3 separate regions of the Oryctolagus cuniculus genome follow, and all the other regions are linked to region 2. A link is a contact called in public Hi-C and Micro-C data. All regions are on one chromosome and are shown on one strand. Each heading gives the region's core, a stretch centred on a gene start, on an enhancer-like site or on the middle of the called end of the contact. The rest is flanking DNA. Distances are from core to core; before and after follow the strand shown. Region 1 has its middle 75 kb from the start of ZFP36L1. Region 2 overlaps RAD51B (RAD51 paralog B). Region 3 overlaps RAD51B (RAD51 paralog B).

Region 1 (2,700 bases), core at 14-2,513, 500 kb after region 2:
ACCAGGAGAAGCACCTGGCTCCTGGCTTCGGATCAGCGTGGTGCGCTGGCCGCGGCGGCCATTGGAGGGTGAACCAACGGCAAAAGGAAGACCTTTCTCTCTGTCACTCTCTCTCTCACTGTCCACTCTGCCTGTCCAAAAAAAAAAAGAAAAAAAAAAAGAAAAAGAAAAGAAAGGAGGCACTTGTGTGAGGGTCGGGTTGGGAGCCCTCCCAGCGCACAATCCCAGAGGCGTGACCCCAGAGTCTGGGTGCTCATGACAACATGCTAGGCCCCCTCACCACAAAGGGACAAAGTCCTCTGTCTCTTATCACCCGGGGCCACTGAGGCCCAGCCTGTCCCTAAGCCCCTCTCCCGGCAGGTAGTGCTGGAGACACCGTGGGGCCAGGCTCTGCTCTACGACACGGCTTCAGCAGCTCTCCTGCTCGATATTAAAAATAGCTTTGTCTCTTCCAGCGAGATGAGGCCCGGGAGACAGGCGCCTGCTATTCTAATCTCCGCCTCATGGCTAGCTCTCTGCGGGCTGGAGCATCCGTCAACACTTGCAGGGTGTCCAGTTATAAAGCAGGGCCGGCCCCGGCTGCCTCTGAAGACAGGCTCGGCGGAGCGCTCCTGGGCCGTCCACGAGGCGAATGCGGGCGCCTGCAAAGTCGTGTTCCCACCAGGGACTGAGGAGCAGTGAGGGGTGCCCCCACCCCGCCCCCACACACACAAACTCAGGGGAGCCTGCGTTTCCCAGGCCACAGCCTGCAAGGACTCCCCTTGAGATGCAAACTCAAACAGCACTGGCAATCAGGCGGGGCCTCCCCCTCCCCGCCCCCACCCCCACCTCTCTTCCTCCCCCAAGCCCAGCTTGTACTCTGAAAACTCTAGACCCCGCGGTTGCCAAGGGAACCGAGCCTTTTATTCCATCCCAGTGGCTGGCTGGCTGGCCAGGGCTGAGGAGTGGGGCAACTGGTGCCCAGGCCTTTGGAAGCCCCCATGGGAGCCCCCCTTTTTCCCAGGGCGGGAGGCTGGGTGCACCCCCACTGCCTTTTCACCCAGGCCCAGCTGGGTGGGACAGAGCCCTGGGGCTCTCAGGAGTCCCCCGGCTGCAGCGCCTGGGGAGCCGTCCTGGGGCCCTCCGCTGGCCCTGGCCCTTGCTAGGGGACAATAGCTTCCATGCAAGGGGAAATTCCATCGCCCAGGGTTCAAGTCTCCAAGGAGTTGCTGGGGCCTCTGTTTGGCCAGGAGTGGCTCAGAGGAGCCGCTGCAGCTGCCTGGCTGGTTTCCCCCTCACTGTGTTTTGGTTTTAACCCCTGAGCTGCCAGGGATTGTTTCTCCCCAGCCAGTGCCTGGGAACGAAGAGAGGAAAAGAAATGAGGCTTTGTTCCCTTTGGGGAGCTAATTGGGAGAGACAGGCGGTGTGGTCGGCTCAGCTCCACCGCGGTGGGAGGCTCCCAGCCCTGGCCGCACAGGCTTCCTCACCCCAACCCACACCCAGGAGGCTGGGAGCCTGGGGGTGCTCGCGGTGCCCGTAGGGGCTGGCGGGGGTGGGGGGCGGGGGCAGCACTGCAGGGACAGCTGAGAGCCATTTTCTGGGGCCCAGAAGGTCTCCGGAAATGAGATGCTGGGAGCTGCTCCTCCACCGCGCAAGCCCCACAGAGCGGCTCCTGCTTTTCTCCCCCTACCGTTTCTTCCCAGTCCTGCAGAGGCAAGAAACAGGAACATGAAGACGCTACGTTTGCACGTACTGAGTTAATACATGAGGAACACTTTGCAATCCCACTTATCAAACAGTTCTTTCTACTTGGGAATTTCATTACATTGCAAATCATGCAAATTGGCATGAAAGTCTGGGCCACTGCTCTTTTAAGACCAAGTGGATTCCAGGTAGGGATCCTTAAAGAACCTAGGGATTATCTGGATCCCTTGTAAGAACAGCATTCGCCCCTTCCCAATGTCCAGCGCATTCAAGTAAGGACTGCCCGTGATTTTTATATCGCCCAGGTTATTAATAAATTTTAATATTAATAATCTTCGTGGGTTCTTGCCTTTTACGCAGAGAAGAATTCTGCATGCCGGCTCACATAGACCAGACAACGTGGTCGTTACCTAGTCTGATTGGCAGGTGGGCGTCCAGGTGAGATCAGGTAGGAGCATGGGATCACTCAGGGGGCGTGCTCTCCAGCTTACAAATCTAACCAATTTGATCCTCTCTGTCTGCCTATATCAAGTTCATCAAGAATAATAGAGAGGGGCCGGCACCGTGGCTCACTTGACTAATCCTCCCCCTGCAGCGCCAGCATCCCATATGGGCGCCGGGTTCTAGTCCCGGTTGTCCCTCTTCCAGTCCAGCTCTCTGCTGTGGCCCAGGAGGGCAGTGGAGGATGGCCCAAGTGCTTGGGTCCTGCACCCGCATGGGAGACCAGGAAGAAGCACCTGGCTCCTGGCTTTGGATAGGTGTAGTTCTAGCCGTAGCGGCCATTTAGGGGATGAACCAATGGAAGGAAGACCTTTCTCTCTGTCTCTCTCTCTCACTGAATATAACTCTATCTGTCAAATAAATTAAAGAAAAATAAAAAATATAAAAAATAAAAGAATAATAGAGAAAAGAAACTACTCTTGGGCAGCAAACAATAATGCAAAGGGTATCTCTGTTACCTACGCACACCTGTCTCGTTTCCAAAAGAGGACGCCTGAGCCAGGGCTGTGGCAGCTG
Region 2 (2,970 bases), core at 90-2,589:
AAGGTCTTCCTTTTGCCGTTGGTTCACCATCCAATGGCCGGCACGGCCGGCACGCTGCGGCTGGCGCACCACGCTGATCCGATGGCAGGAGCCAGGTACTTCTCCTGGTCTCCCATGGGGTGCAGGGCCCAAGCACTTGGGCCATCCCCCACTGCACTCCCGGGCCACAGCAGAGAGCTGGCCTGGAAAGGCAGAATTACAGGGGAGACAAAGAGACAGAGGTGAGGGGAGAGAGCTTCTGTCTGCTGATTCACTCTCCAAATGGACCCAATGGGCAGGGCAGGGCTTGGAGGAGGCCAGGAACTTTATCTGGGTTCCCCTGTTGGTGGCAGTAGCCCCCCCTCCACTGCTTTCCCAGATGCATTAGCAGGGAGCTGGCTTGGAAGTAGAGCAGCCGGGACTTGAGCCAGAGCTCATATGGGATGCCGGCATCACAGACGGCGGCTTAGCCCATTGTGCACAACACCAGCCCCAGCAAGAGAAGTTCACTTCAGTACCGAAAAATGTTGAAATGCCTGCCTTTCCTAACACCTATTATCCATGAGCTTTCTGAAGGCTGCTCAAAGCATGGGTTTAGATAAGTTTTGTACTAAAATAAACTTAACTTTAAATCCCCCTTGCCGTGAACTTTTGGAAGGTCCCTCACACAGAACAGTTCTGTGGAAGTAGGAAGAGCACCGCAGCAGATGCCCGGAAAACAGGATCGAAGCCCCAGGGCCCCAGAGAGCAGCTCAGAGATCCTGCAGTGGCTGCCAGCACGGCCAGGGAGCTGCTGAGTGGGGCGCAAACGGGCCCACCGCTCCTTCACTGCCTCACAGTGCTTTTGTCACATAAGTGATGATGCTTTAAAAACCGGTCCCTGTTGACTTTTGCCTCTCTCCTCTCCGCAGTGGCTACACTTTGCCCAGTTCCAGCTAGTCTCACTTTCTAGTTTGCCTTACTGTGTGCGTGCTGCTCACTGTACACATGGAAGGCACGGGCCTCTTGAAGGTGGTTCAGAAAGGCTTTTCTGAGGTTCTGCTGCTTCTCTGGTCCACGTCCTGACCTGCAGGCTCAGTGCTCTCTGGAGGCCCCGTTGCAACGAGAGGGACCTGTTGGCAATGCGCCCCCCGCCCTCTGCAAGCTGCCAGCGTAAACAGAACTCTGAAGTTTTAGACAAAAATGCAATTTAGCAAAGGTCCTGATTCTCGTTTTGCTCCCCTCACACAGCATGTGTTTTTAAAAGCTGTTACGTGTTTTCACCTCCAACACTAGGTGGCAGAATAACTACACCGCAAAGCACCGTGTCCTTTGTTTCTTGCCAGTCGGTGGGGAGCAGGGACCAGAACAGTGAGGCATAAACCATCTGTGGCTGCATGAGATTGCAGCAACCGACCTGGCCAATATTTTCTTGACAGGGAACTGGCTGCAGTGATTCTAAAACATATGCTTCCAAGATCCTGTCTTTAAGGTTTCCTTTCCCCCCACCCCCTCCCAGCTCCCCTGCGCTCTGTTTCTTCTGCCCCATTGCATTCTGGTAGCAGAGGGCAGACATGGCCTAGAGGCAGCATCTCTGAAACAGCAGGTTGGGATGAAGGCACCCCGTGGCACGGGCACTCTTGCCTTCGTGTGCCAGCGAGTTTCAGAGGTTCTGGGGGAGAAGCCCCAGAGCCCTGTGTGGCACCGCAAGGCTCTGGGGGTTCAGCTCCAAATGCCGCCTTTGGCTCACTACTAAGATATGCAGGACAGGATTTTGTTTTTCAAGGACAGCCTCTTCTTGATTCAGTTCTTTAGGAGTTGGGAGTGTGGCTGCGTGGTTGGTGGGGCCGCATTGCCTCCAGTTTCTTCCTAATGATTCGCTGGTGTCTGCGACCCTGGCTGCCTCCCATGCCACGGGACAAACAGCTAAATAAAGCTGCAGCACAGGTTTTGTCCTTTCGTGTTGTGAAGAGAGTGAACTTGGGTTGCAGAACTACTTCTACACGCAGGGAGGGAGTGGGGGCCGTTGCTCAAAAAGTTCTTGGAAAATGCTTATTAGGAAAAAAAAGGATGCCTGGATTTTCAAAACTTTTTGCACCAGAATAAACTCTTCATTGCAATTTCCACAAACTGTTTCAAGTACCCTTGTGCATACCAACTTGTAATAATACTCTAGTACACCCCACATTAAGGATCGCCTTTAAACCAAGGCTAAATATGTAAAATGGATCCAACAGAAAGATATTATTTTAATTACAAAAGCATTCTTTACAACTGGAATCACAATCAAGTTTCATTAAATAGTGAGTCCCTGATGCGAACAGTAATTGATCCATCTACAAAAATGTAAAAAAAAATTAAATCTTGAATTCTCAGGGACCTGCTTGTTGCATGAAACAAACCCAAACCAACCGGCCTCAGCTGTTCCACGCGTGCTCCCGTCACACGCTACACCACTTTCCAACTGGTGTGCTCAGGGCTTTTTTTTTTAGTTTTTAGCTGGGGTGATAGGTAGTACCCTACATCTGCACACACAGCACAGTTACGTGAAAAGGTGCTGTGGAAGTGACCACGGGTGAATCACATAATTGGCATCATCCTGTAGGGTAGGGATGTGGGGGATTTGTTTATTTGTTTGCCTGATGGAGCTGCAGTTCTTTCATTAAGAACAAACTCCATGACTTTTGACAATACCCTAAACGTACGAGTACATAAATCAGACCAAGGCCATGAATCGCAGATCACCACCATGGTGATGCTTTGAAGCTGGGAGAGGGTGGGGAGACTTTCTTGTTTGTTAAGAAAGAAATGTCATAAAAATTCCAAAGCAGAGCTCAAATTTCCAGGGGGAGGGGGCCTCTTTATTGTTTCCTCTAATAGCTCCTTTGGCACTTACTGAATAAATGTGTTGCACAAAATAACCCTAGATTCAGTCTCTGAGCTGTAGCCTGGCTCTGCTCCCACTTTTGTGTTTAGCATCCATTCTGAATTATGTATTTATGACAGTTTGGC
Region 3 (2,897 bases), core at 189-2,688, 280 kb after region 2:
GGTTCTAGTCCCGGTTGGGGTGCCAGATTCTGTCCCGGTTGCCCCTCTTCCAGGCCAGCTCTCTGCTGTGGCCCGGGAGTGCAGTGGAGGATGGCCCAAGTGCTTGGGCCCTGCACCCCATGGGAGACCAGGAGAGGCATCTGGCTCCTGCCTTCGGATCAGCGCGATGCGCCAGCCGCAGTGGCCATTGGGGGGTGAACCAATGGCAAAAGGAAGACCTTTCTCTCTGTTTCTCTCTCTCACTCTCCACTCTGCCTGTAAAAAAAAAAAAAAAAAAAAAAAAAAAAGCTAAGGGTTTGGGGGGCGGAGCAGGGAATGCGATATCCTAGGCTAAAGAGTAGCCTTCCGTGCCATGGTCCCCGTGCCAGCATTTGGAGGCATCCAGAAACTTCCACCCAGTGCTGTGCTGGAACCAGTGCCTTCTGAGAACTGGTTTCACCCTCTATCCCCAACTTCACAGTCATGATGCCACATGAGTACTTGACCTGATGGCAATATTTACACCACTGCAGTCAGCAGAGCTACAGACCAGGCCTGCCTTGCTCCAGGGCTGGTGCTAGGCATTTACCAGCTCACGGATGCCTCCACTGTGGCAAGTATCACTGTAGGATGAGTCGCAGACTAATCACATTGGATTTCCCTGGGTAGGGGTGGGGTGGGGGAGGGTGGCAGTGGGACAGGTGTGCAGTGACCAAGCGTGCAGACTATAGGACCTGGCTTACCTGAGCTAACTGAGTCAGATTCTCTGGAGGTACAGCCTGGGGCAGCGCGTTTTTAGCAAGTCCCTGAGGTTATTCATGAATTCGATAAAGTTTGAGACTTCAGGCTTGGGGATGGGAGAGACGAGTGGGTGTGCTTCTGGCTCTTGGCATCTGGAAGCAACAGCTGGCTTCAGTCCCAGTTGGCCTGAGAATGGACAGCTGTTTTCCCTCGAGACAGAAACTTCATGGCAGGAAAAGGAGGTGGGAACTCCGGGGTCCCAGCTACTCCCTGACAACATGATTGGTTTTGCCTGGATCTCAGGATGTCTCCACTTTCTAATCTTGAGACGTTGACCCCAGACAGCATGAGCAACTGCCCGGATGTTTGCATCAACGGGAACAAAGTCAGTATCATTCGCACCCCAGCAGGCATGGTAGAGCTCCGAGAAAGGCCACAGCCAGTGTTCCACATTAGTTTCCTCGCGACAGCAGTTTACTCTCAGATGTAGACATTAGCAGGAGCTTGCACGGCCAAGCATGATTTGCGAAGCAAAGTCCTTGTTGGTTTTTTCCTACTGAGCCTGGACGTGAAGGTCCTTTAAGGCAGGAAGTAAAAAAGAAAAGGAAGAGAGAAATCATCCTTCCTCCAAAAGTGAAACAGTTTGTAGGGAGCCGACTCAGCTCAGACTTGTTTGCACCTGCCTGGGCGAGTGGTGTGAATGAATTTTTTCCTGAGAGCTCAGCTGTGTTAGGTAACAGTCCTGGGAGGTAGGTATTGATGAGAAAACAGAAGACCGTGCCAGGTTCTGTGAACGCAGAGGTGGTAGGGAGAAGAGCCGGAGTTCACACTCTTAATTTTTGTAACCAAAAAAACCAATGCAGTTTCCCCTCCAGCACGATGCAGCGTTTTCTGCTGCCTGTAGCTGGAGCCCAGAGGAGTCCTTAGCAGGCAGCCGGAGCAGTGACCCTGGACTTGTGAACTCCAAGTACTTGAACTCCTAAACCACCAGAGCTCCTTAGGTCCTGCTGCAAATTCAGATACGTAACCCAAAGCTACCTCTACGCCTTGCCGGGTTACAAACCTTGAAATTACAACTACTCAATTCTTGGCCGTTAGACCATCCACCAGAATGGATATGCTTATGCATAGACTTTAGGCCCTCCCATATCAGACATTTAAACTTGCTGCAGTTCACTAAGTTTGTGATCACACACTGTATGTTTGTCCTAACTGTTCAGGGCTTTTATTTATTTATTTATTTATTTTTATTTCTTAGAGTTACAAACAGTGAGAGAGAGAGACAGAGAGAAAGGTCTTCCTTCTGCTGGTTCACTCCCCAAATGGCCACCACGGCCGGCGCTATGCTGATCTGCAGCCAGGAGCCAGGTGCTTCCTCCTGGTCTCCCATGCGGGTGCAGGGGCCCAAGCACTAGGGCCATTCTCCACTGCCCTCCTGGGCCAGAGCAGAGAGTTGGACTGGAAGAGGAGCAACTGGGACTAGAACCTGGTGCCCTTATGGGATGCTGGCGCCACAGGCGGAGGATTAACCAAGTGAGCCATGGCGCCAGCCCCCAGGGCCTTTATTAAACATGAAACTTCATTAAGCAAGAGGAGAAAGAGGCCAGATGGCCAGTTTCAGGAAAGTAAGATGTGATCGCGGATTTTTTTCTTTGTCAGGTGTCCTGGCCTTCTTTTTGGTGTGTGTGTTTGCCTAGAACTGCTCCTCCTGGTCCAGGACCTATCTCTACTTTGAAATCATTCCCCCAGCAGATATATGTGAGTACTTAAGTTCCTGGAAGATGCATATGGTAAAAATGTATACTATGCATGGATTTCAAAATACCTTGCACCAAAATTAACTTATCTTCGAATTCCATTTTCTTTTTGAAGTACCGTCTTTAGTGAGGACTTCCTGCATGTATCAGGCACTGGGCTGGGTGCGGGGAAGCAGAGGAGACAGAGAAACCTCATACTCAAGTTTACAGTCTCCTGGGAAGCAGCTATGCTGCAAATACGTGTGACAATAAATATGTGATGGTGCCTTGTCTCCAAGGCTATGGAGGAAAGTACACGGCACAAGCCGGCCCTTGCAGCAGGAGCGCCGCAGGGGGGCTGTGTAGCTGGGTTGGTTTGGTGGCTTGGCTGGGAGGAAGGGGGCCCTGGGAGCTCTGATTGAGATGCTTGCCGGGGGATGT

The links. A called contact is a pair of places that touch in the nucleus more often than the background predicts.
Region 1: a Micro-C map of ear pinna shows a contact between it and region 2, with 4 times the contacts expected there. The contact joins two enhancer-like sites. A contact is called at or near these places in 2 of 6 Hi-C or Micro-C datasets (ear pinna and an unstated tissue).
Region 3: a Hi-C map of an unstated tissue shows a contact between it and region 2, with 8 times the contacts expected there. The contact joins two enhancer-like sites. A contact is called at or near these places in 2 of 6 Hi-C or Micro-C datasets (skin fibroblasts and an unstated tissue).

The regions. Positions count from the first base shown.
Region 1 is chr20:14,614,493-14,617,192 of mOryCun1.1, forward strand. No RefSeq gene overlaps it. Among named protein-coding and RNA genes, the nearest start is that of ZFP36L1, 75 kb to the right of the region's middle. Within about 2 kb of position 1,264, at least 7 of the 8 cell types and tissues checked have an H3K27ac peak or open chromatin away from gene starts, as enhancers often do. A contact at or near this core is called in ear pinna, where this site is marked.
Region 2 is chr20:14,112,797-14,115,766 of mOryCun1.1, forward strand. All of the region lies in intron 7 of RAD51B (RAD51 paralog B), which reads left to right. Among named protein-coding and RNA genes, the nearest start is that of RAD51B, 400 kb to the left of the region's middle. Within about 2 kb of position 1,340, at least 4 of the 8 cell types and tissues checked have an H3K27ac peak or open chromatin away from gene starts, as enhancers often do. A contact at or near this core is called in ear pinna, where this site is marked.
Region 3 is chr20:14,391,298-14,394,194 of mOryCun1.1, forward strand. RAD51B (RAD51 paralog B) reads left to right here. Exons shown (of 11, transcript XM_070065137.1): 11 at 2,380-2,473. Among named protein-coding and RNA genes, the nearest start is that of ZFP36L1, 300 kb to the right of the region's middle. Within about 2 kb of position 1,439, at least 2 of the 8 cell types and tissues checked have an H3K27ac peak or open chromatin away from gene starts, as enhancers often do.